Regions from separate parts of the Zea mays genome. Here region 2 is linked to region 1. A link is a contact called in public Hi-C data. All regions are on one chromosome and are shown on one strand. Each heading gives the region's core, a stretch centred on a gene start, on an enhancer-like site or on the middle of the called end of the contact. The rest is flanking DNA. Distances are from core to core; before and after follow the strand shown. Region 1 has its middle 57 kb from the start of LOC103637709. Region 2 holds the start of LOC103637710.

The links. A called contact is a pair of places that touch in the nucleus more often than the background predicts.
Region 2: a contact with region 1 is called in a Hi-C map of leaf, with 5 times the contacts expected there. The contact joins the promoter of LOC103637710 here to the enhancer-like site in region 1. A contact is called at or near these places in 3 of 25 Hi-C or Micro-C datasets (ear, leaf and tassel).

What each region holds. Positions count from the first base shown.
Region 1 is chr1:101,651,888-101,656,970 of Zm-B73-REFERENCE-NAM-5.0, forward strand. No RefSeq gene overlaps it. Among protein-coding and RNA genes, the nearest start is that of LOC103637709, 57 kb to the right of the region's middle. Within about 2 kb of position 2,159, at least 4 of the 20 cell types and tissues checked have an H3K27ac peak or open chromatin away from gene starts, as enhancers often do. A contact at or near this core is called in leaf, where this site is marked.
Region 2 is chr1:101,798,809-101,803,891 of Zm-B73-REFERENCE-NAM-5.0, forward strand. It overlaps LOC103637710, which reads left to right and starts at 2,430. Exons shown (of 11, transcript XM_008660420.2): 1 at 2,430-2,766; 2 at 3,177-3,248; 3 at 4,272-5,083. The coding sequence starts at 2,692.

The DNA.
Region 1 (5,083 bases), core at 909-3,408:
ATGTTAGTTGATTCTGAGCTTACCCTCTTATATAATTACAAGAGAATTATAGTGCACTATTTTTTTAATATGTGCTAGTATTGCATGACAGTGCAAAAATGTTGCATAGTTCTAGAAGCTAGCTTTCTTGTTAGGTAAACATGGCAGGTGTACTGCCTTTCATATATTTGTCAGGACAAACCATAAATAAAACTTGAAAAGCCAGAAGTAACAACATTTGAACAAAACATACCCATATTGCTGCTTTAGGGTTGAACAACAATGCATCCACATGCTAGATTTATGTCATTACCTAGCACAACTTTTCACTGCCATTTGTGATGGATATTGGGCCTGAATGTTTTTGAGAATAGGTTTCAGCTATGGACTTATGGTACAAACTACCCTTTTATGAGCTTGTTGGTGCTATTAGTTCTACTCATTTGGAATATGGAGAATCTTTCTTGTTTTATTGGAAATTCGGGATAGTTTCAAGTGCCAAAATCTACATTTACATTTTGACTTCGTGCAGGTTTTTGCAATGCCAGAAACAGCTCTAGGTCTCTTTCCAAATATAGGGGCCTCATATTTTCGTTCACGGCTTCCTGGATTCTATGGTCGTCTTATATCTCTTATTTTTCTATATATTCAGTTGAATTACATGTTGCCATGTCATTTCCATCTATACAATATCGTTGGATATTATTCACAATATCGAAATATTATGCATCCTCAAATTTTCTTTTGAAGTTTTCAAAATACCATGTATTTTATTGTTTTTTAGCAATAGTGCTTCATGTGCCAATGATCTATTGTTTTTTAGCTATAGTGCTTCATGCACAATAGTGATTGTGGAAATATACTCATGTAGATTGTGGAGATAGAATCATGTAAAGAAATGAAGAGTGACCAAATGTAGGTCCAATTATGACTTATATTAGTTGTAATGGATGAGGGCAGCGCCTTTTACTGTTCACTAAACTGTTTCCATGTTTTTTTTTGTCCAGGAGAGTATGTTGCTCTTGCTAGTGCCAGTCTGCCAGATTGGATGGTGGGGAAATGCTTGCATGTGGTCTGACAACTCATTTTGTCCAGTCAAATGTAGGCTCACTTATATAGCTTTTTCTTATAAGTGCATTGCAAAACAATCTTTTCTATACATTCTTGGAACAAAACCAAACAATAAAGTTGTCACCTTTTGCTTTCAGTTACGATGTTTTCTGTCACATCTTTGGTTATTATTGTTTGGAACATGCTGCAAAATCCTGACCATATTTTGATTTGCATGCTTTTGTCCTATATTGTTCGGGCCGTGTATGTGGTAGTCTAATAACTCCTAGTAAATACTCTGTTCCTCAGAGTCTGCTATTACTTGAAGAATCGCTTAAAAAGGTGGACACTTCAAATTATTTTGCACTGTGTGGTATCATCGATCAATATGCTCAACAACCATCACTGAAAGAAAGCAGCCCTTTGAATAGGTAAGAGTGTTTATGATTGGATGACTGAAACGTGCTTTGGCATAATTTTGCTAATTCATTCTCTGGCACTCCCCAGGTTGGAAATCATCAACAAATGCTTTTCCAAAAGGACATTTGAAGAAATTATATCCGCTCTTGTGAGTTTGTTACACCTAAGGTCTTGTTCAGTTCACCGTTAATCCATGTGGATTGGATAGTATTAAGTCGGTTTAAATAAATAGTAAGCCAAAATTCATTCTAATTCATTTCAATACACTTCAATTCACGTGGAAATGAATAACCAAACAAGGCCTAACTGCAGCATTTTTTTGGTTGACATGTTCTATCCTGCAAAATTAATATCTATCATGCTAGGAACAAGAGGCCACAAATCCGGCTGATGAATGGGTTGCTACATCAATCCAGTCCTTGAAAAAGGCTTCTCCTACCAGTTTGTGAGTTTGTTCTCTTAACTCGGATTTCAGATAAGAGAAGGCAGGACACAAACTGTTGGGGACTTGTAGCGGGAATACAGAATGGTTTGTCATGTCATGCGTGGTGGCTTCAGCAGAGACTTCTTTGAGGTAAATAGTTCCAGGTTCCTGCTGGCAAAGACAGGTTGACAAGTCATACCGCGAACCAAATAGCTAATCTCTATCCGGTACAGGGCCGTCACTCTATCGGTTGCTAGCACTAGTAGCATCGTAAAGGAGAGGTAGCAAGTACTCCTGCGTAGCAATTCCAAGTCGTGATGGCGTATCAACTAATACATGGTTTATATATAAAAAATAGTCAAGGACACGAGCTAACCAAAAGTCTCTCTTGCTTTCTGCTTGGCGTGTAGTCACAACTGAGCTTTTCTCTTTCACGTCGTCATCTCCCTGCTATTTAGTTTTCTTTTCCGGACTGTGTTTGCTCTTTTTTTTTTATACTTGATGTTGTCTTCCATGGAATTGAACTTGACCACACATCGCCACTTAGATATTTCAACTTGAGCAAGGTAAGCTTCCGATGTTTATGTTTTTTTTTTCCTGAGACCTCTAGACATGTTTTGAAGAAGATAGGGTATTACATATTTACATATCAAGATTTCTTCGGGAAAAATGACAGTCACATAAACAAACACAGACTAGTTCGATGGCCTCTATTATGTCAACCCAAAGAATAAGGGGGTTTATGCATTATCAATCTAGGTTTACAAAATAAGTTTATCTCGGTGGCTTCTTAAATTAAGCAATGAACATGATAATTTGCAGAACTTACTGAGGAATAAATTTATTAAAGATAATACTCTGTCGTGTAAGAGAAACATCCAAGAGTTTGGGAACTTCCGAGTTAAATGATTATCAATAGATGAGGTTCTATAAAGATACCTGATTATGGAACCAACTAATATTATGGGCACCTTTTACATCCATTTCACTAATAATGCAACTGTACTACGTACCAATATAACGTATTTATAAAACTAATAATATAATAGTATCACATATTAATATGTAAGTAGTGGATTAGTGAAATCGAACTAAACAATAATATTAATCACATACACTAATTAAACAAATAACAATTACAAACTCTTATTTTCGGTGGCCAGGTCAAAGCCGCCAAAAATAAGAGCTTATTTTCGGCGGATGTGTCTGAAGCCGCCGAAAATAAGCTTATTTTTGGCGGCTGTGTCAGATGCCACCGAAAATAGGCTTATTTTCGGCGACCGGAGTCAACCGCCGAAAATAGGAGTTTATTTTCGGCGGCTTCGACCTAGCTGCCAAAAATTACGGTGGTCGCCGAAAATGAGTAGCAGTGCTGTTGTGACTCGCTTTCTCCAACGCAGCTTGTTCTACTTCTACTTGCTTTAGTGTTTATACCTTGGAAGTATTAGTACTACATTGTTGAATTATTTTTCTTTACAAACAAAGATATAACCTTATGAATACTAGAAAATGACGTTGCTAATTACAGAGCAAAGGGACCTACACATACCTAAAATATAGAACCCCACAGTTCTAAAGCCTTGTGATCTATATTCTCCATTTCATACAGAATTACTTACTAATTCCTTGGTTATTTTCAATAGGATGGGAGAGTGTCGAATGCTTCTTCAGATGCTATTTTTTGGTCCGTCAAATATGCTAGACCCAAATGCAAGTTTTGCTCAAATGTGGCAAAAATGATTGTCTCACCAATTGTCATCACGCCTACTTCCAGGAAAGTTTTAGAGAAGGTAAGTTCTTTTGATAGATGCAAAATCTAACATAATTCTATCATTTTTTACACGTCTATATGACCTTTGTGATATGTCACAATATGAGGTGTGTGTCTAACTACTAATTATTGTCATCTCCTATTTGTTTTACATGAAAAGATGGAATGTAACTCAAATTTTGGTGGCCACACAAGTGTGGAGACTTAAATTCATATATAGTTAGGCTCAACATTAGTGCAAACAGTTGATAACCAAGTTTTTCAATTAGTATTTTAGTTTGGCTTTAGAGTACACTTAGTATGAGTTATTTGACAATGTTTATTTATGAGATATTGAATTGTACTTATCTATATTATATTAATTATAATGTTATTAAATATATGTGTATGTATATTTCTCTTTCAAATTATTATAATGTGGTATCTCAAAAATTAGTATAAATTGAAGAATGTACTGCCATTTAAGTCATTTCGTTTAAATCTTAATAAGACAGTTCCCAAAACGTCTAATATCAGTCTTCTAAATAATACAATTTCTAAAACATCCAAAATCAGTCTCCTAAATAAGATGGTTTTTCTGTTGCGAGTGTCTATTATAATAGAATATTCTAGTCAGTTTGATAAATACTTTGTGGCTTATAATGTTTGTATTTTCAGCGGTTCTTTAGAAGAGGTGTCTTAAACAAAAAAACTAATTTAAGACGGTTTATTGAACAAAATGACTTAAACAAATGCCTTTTTTAGACGGTTATAAATTAAAAATTGTCTTGTATAATATCTTTTAAGACGGTTTATAACCATCTTAAATGTGGAACATCTTTTGCGACCCCATCAAATTTGGACATTTTATAAGTGTCTTAATAACTAAAAATTAACCATCTCATATAACACGATTTGTAGTAGTTCCTGTTCAATAGAAAAAACATTAAAAGAATTAGTTCAAAAAAAAGAAATATAGTTAATAAAAATAAAGTAATACATATATAAGTCACTCTAAGTAAAATATGCATTACACATCAAAATTCATCGGCATCATAATCAAAGAGTCTTCTTCACCCAAAGCTTGCCATGTGGCTCTTTTCTTCCTTGGCTGTCATTTTCGTTTCTCGATGACTGTGATATTGTCACGGTTTTAAACTAGTGAGTTAAGTGCAACACCCTCATCGATAGTAAAAGAGGTTGGAAATTCTTCTTCTTGATAAACCACATCAACCTAGTCGTCTTCAAATTGACAACCAACAATGCAAGGAGTATGTAACCATTCCCTAGGGTTCACCATGTGAACTACCCGCCATGCATCTAACTTCGGTCTTGGGTATGACATATAGTACACTTGCTCGCATTGGTGTGCAAGGATAAAATTATCATGGTCTCGAAGTCATTCTTAATTTGTGCTTGACTTCAGTTATGCCATATTGATTTTGTCTACTCCCATTATA
Region 2 (5,083 bases), core at 1,180-3,679, 150 kb after region 1:
AGCTACTATTAACCATGTTGATGTTTATTTATAAATGGGTAAGTTGAAAACTCTAAATTATATCTAATTGGAATGCTAATTTAATCATGATTAGTCAAACAAACATTTAAAAAATTAATTAAAATATGTAACAGTAGAGACATGTAGACAACTTTAATATGAATCTAACACGACTTGAACGGAGTGAATCGGATTCAAGACACAAAAGATATCGTATTTTTAAAATTAGGCTACTTCTCTGTGTAGTTTTCAAATATTCCAGGGCTATTTCACAATATTACCATTTCATAGCTACCTCCATCTCCTTCCTCTCACCATGGCAAGGGAAGGAGGAGGTGGAGGGCTGGCCACGCGTAGGGGGCGCTCGACCATGACCGTGCGAGGGGGGGAGCGCCGGGGGAGAGAGAAGGGCTGCGCATATAGGAAAAAAATGAAGAAACATCTATGGGCAAGAATGAGAAAGCTCACCGGAGAAGATGACCCTCGCTGGAGCCGAGAAGAAATCCGTCGATTGACGGTGAACCGAAGGTCGGATCGATGAATCGAAAGCAACGGGATGAAGCTCTTGACAAGACGAACGCAGCGGTACTCTCAGATTCACCAACGACGCACAGATTGAAAGTACTTGCTCGCCGGAGTTGGAACCGCCCCGAACTTCGGCGAGCAATTCCGGGAATTATGGATCGAAACTGGGGAAATAGTTTTGAGATTTGGAAAGGGTTTGACGAGAGGGTTCCACCCATATATATTCCTAGGGTTTGGAGATATTTTATTTTTTCATAATAATCCCATTTTTAAAATTTAAATAATTCCAAAAAAGGCTGAAATCGTTTTTAATGTCCGAAAAATACCTCGAAGGCTCCAAAAATTCTAGGAAAATTCCTAGGCATGATTTGGCACCCAATAAACTCAAAAAAATATTTAGGACTTTTGAAATTTTTTTAAGTACCTCAAATAAATAGATTTTGGTTCTCAGAAAATAGAAAAATATTCAGAAAAATATGAAAATTTACTGGAAACTTCTACAAGATATATTAACATGTTTCAAACACTTCTTGCACTTAGAAACACTATGCAACAACATGAATGCAACAACCAAAGCACTTCTAGGGCTCACGCCAACATAGAACAAAGTAACTCTCTATTATTTTAGTAAAGGGAAAGAAAAGCGAAGAAAGGAAAGAGTAACACCTGAATTTTGAGTATAGAGCAAAGAAATTTTTATACCCTAAAATTGAGGATGTTACAGAGGACCGCACTAGAAGGGGGTCGTCACCCTCTAAGCCGCCATGGACGAAGGCCTCTCGGCAAGTGAAGGCAAGATCCTAGTAGAGGCGTCTTCGACGGTCACCACAAGGTGAAGAGTACAACCAAGCGCGAAGACCTTAGGCCACCTCTACGAGGCTCAAGCTTCACCCAGCAATGGTGGCCCACTTGTAAGCCCCCAAGAGGGGTAGAGTATTAGGTGTGGTTGGGTCGATGAGTTTTATTATACTGTAATGACCCCGTTGTATGGAATATTTCGAGGATGTACCAGGTAAAGGTAACCCGAGCATAATTGCACTTAAGTCTACCTGCCCCAATGCCCTATCAACACCCCCGTTCTATAGATGAATGGGACACAACAAGACGCTACAGTTTCCTACCTAATATTTTGTCGTGCACCTAAGTCCTATTATGTCTCTAAGTGCTTTGTCTACCGCCTGTCAGCAGGTCCAACACCCCTTCCACCAAATACATTAAGATCTCATTAAACAAATCATTATCTTTTTTTGGTTCGTCGCTATCTTTTTCTGTTTCGTTCAGATGAACATCGCCTCCATCTGTTAGTTTTTTTCCTTAATTTTCAAGACGAACAACAACTCATCGGTGGTGCAGACTATCAATGCCACCACGTACGACCTCTAGCAGAACAACACCATAGAGGTGGCTCTCACACCAACTACTTCGCCAAGGCTAACGGAGATGTGCAAAGTCAGCAGGCAGCAGGGATGCAATTCCAAATTAAGGTCAAGCATGGCCACTGTCTGCGGTCGCGCCAGCACCAGCACCAGCACCAAAGGGTTTATTTTGCAAAACAGTTAAACTATATTGTCAAATGATATTTGGTAATGGTTTGGCTCCTTCGTAAAAGATGCTTACTATAGAAGACAAATCTAGAACTAGATTGGGAGCCACAAAACCGGAGGAGGCTGGGGATTGTAGCCCCTCTAACCTACTTTGGTTCTGTGGTTTCCAAACTAGCACCTAGAATTATTTCTGAAAAAGATAAAGCCGTGCCAAAAGTCGACCTCAGTGAGTTCAACTATATTTATCCGATTGTTTTTAGAATTAGAAGTTAACTTTGAATTAACCTGAATGGTAAAATAAACTAACGGACAGTGTTAGTTTTCTAAAATTAAATATTTGGTCCAATTTTCCCAATTTCTAAGCGCTATACCACCAGTACTGGTCTGTCTCGTCTCCTCGCCTTCCTCTCTTCCTCCTGTGCTCCTCCGCGGCGCTGCTGCTTACTCGCCACGCCAGAGCTGAGCGAACCCCACCCAATCTAATCCCCCACGTCTTAGTTTCCTTCTCCTAGCCGCACCCTGTCTCTCGCCGTAGGATGGAAGAAGAGCCGAGTCTGCTCGCTGCCCACGCTGGGAGTTAGGGCCGGAGGCCTGGCCGATCGGCGGGGGCGGAGGGAGGGTAATGAGGGCTCCGCAGGAGCGTAGCATGAGGGATCTCTACGATCGCACGCGGCACAAAGATATGGCAGCTCCAGAGGTGCGTTGTGTGGCATCCACCACGGTGCTGTAGCGTACGCGTTATTGTTGGGGACTTGGGGTGGTTGTTAGTTTCCTCAATAGGATGAGACGAGAAGATGCGTCTGTTTTTTTGATTGTACTCGATGTGCTAGGAGCTCGTAGATTTGAAGTTTTGCAAACGGCACATGGTTGTGCGGGGTTATGATTCAGGTTTCCTCACTCGTCTTTTGTAAGATGACAGTCGAATCGAATTTGATCGAATATGTACGTCAGTTTTAGTTTGATTTAGGTTTCCCTATTGAACATATCAATTCCTCTGAATCGAATTTCAGTCTCCAATCCAGAAGATTTCATGTGTTTTTAATGTGATTTTACAGCCGATGCTGCAGTTTGGTTTGGTGATTGATGTGTACTGTTTCTGCTGTGTAGGAATCAGTGGAAGGGTGCGGTGGAGGATGCGCGGAGGGATGGGAGCAACGGGCACTGGCCTCTAAGATGGAGGTGAGCATTGGAGGCATGTGTATTTCCTTGCATATGCATCGAAATATTTTGGTCCTTGAATTTCATTAGATTAGAATACTTGCTGCTCTTTGATCATCTGATGCTCAGAAGCAAGTTCCTTATAGATTGTTCCTCTTCGCTTGTTTATATGCCTCCAGTTTTGTTGTGGTGGAGTGTGATTCCGATCCCATAATGCTGTAGAAAAAGAATATGTTACCATGATTTCTGCATGTCCTGTTTTTTTATGAGCCATTGTCACTTCGGAAATGGAAGCTGCTTTTATGGTCATTTCATTACATGTTTATTTTTTATGATATTATGACACATTGATGTTTTTCAAGTAAACCTAATTTGTTTTAAATTGTTCACGAGACTATTCGTGTTGTCATGTGGTAGTTTTTTGGCGGAGCAGTCCACCATTATCTGAATTTGACTCATTATTGTTTATCTTGATATATCTTATGTATGTTTGGTATAGCTTTTATGATAATCTGGATTTGTGAGAATCTGAATATTGTTGGGCTTACGTGCAGAGGAAGATGAAGGGGTCTATAGGGTTTAGGATCTAGGAAGTGACAGATTCCTCCCATCACGACGACTCGGCGGATTCTGTGTTCACGTTGATTTGAACGATTTTCACCAAAGCGATTCTCATAGAAGCGGACTGAGAAGCGAAGCCTTTGGTTGCTAGGAGCCGATTGTGACGGCTAGAATCCGATTTTAAGCTGAAACAAACACCCCCATAGTTTTAGGACAACACAACAATTAAAAGGAAGTACTATTGTGGTCAAACCCTAGAACCGTTTATTGTAACATTTGTGTTTTGTTGGTTTAAGTGATGAGCTATCATCTATGCAGTTAAACCGTGCTTTCTTCCTGTTGTATCCATATCTTGAGTTCTTGACATACATGTAATGTTAGCTAAGAGTGCTACTTGTGCGGTTGTGCCTTTCATTCTTTATGCTTATTTTTGTTGTGCATGAGTAGCAATTTTAAGACTGATATATTGTTTTATATTTCTAGGACAAGACTGTGGTAAGGAAAAGATTGATATCAAGCAACAACACTCGTGTCAAGGCAGAGTCTGGCACCTGTAATGTCTGTTATGCTCCCTGCTCCTCTTGTTTACACCCACGTAGTCGATTTGAGGATTCAAATGTTGAATGTGCATCCTCTCAGACATGCTCCACAAGGTCGGAAGTAAAGAACAATTTACTTGTTCATAGGGAGAAAGGGCTCTGTAGTAAAGGAGATAACGATGATGAGTTTAGTGCAACCTCAGATCATGCTTTGTACTCTGTAACTGGTAGAAACAAACTTGTTGCAACATCATCCATTGCCGATGATTTGTCAGAGGTTGACATGCCATCAAAACGCAGGAGGCTGTTGAATCAAGACACAAGACTATCTAGAGCAGAATACCTTGATGACAACAACTCATGTGTTACTGGTATATCAGCAGAAGGCAAACTTCTTGTGGATAAGAAAAAACTGTCAATTTCTGCATCCAGTCGAGATTTGACCGCTAAAGCCAACAGCATGGCTAACCACAACAAACTAAGAAATCAATGTGTTGATGAATCAAAGAAAGGATCTGATGGTTGTGAAATGCATCCTAGCTCATCTGGTAGATTTTCCCCTGTAGATTCTCTTGTTATGACAAAAAAGTTGCTGCGAACCCAGTCTTCTGTCAGTGCATTGAGCAGATTATCTCCTAACAGGCAGGTTCATGAATTTGGGAAAGCAGTGGATAATTTATCTCATCAACCTTGTGAGAAGGCTTCTCTTTTGAAGAATAATGAAGAACCACGAGCTGGGCAATTGAACCCTTGTAT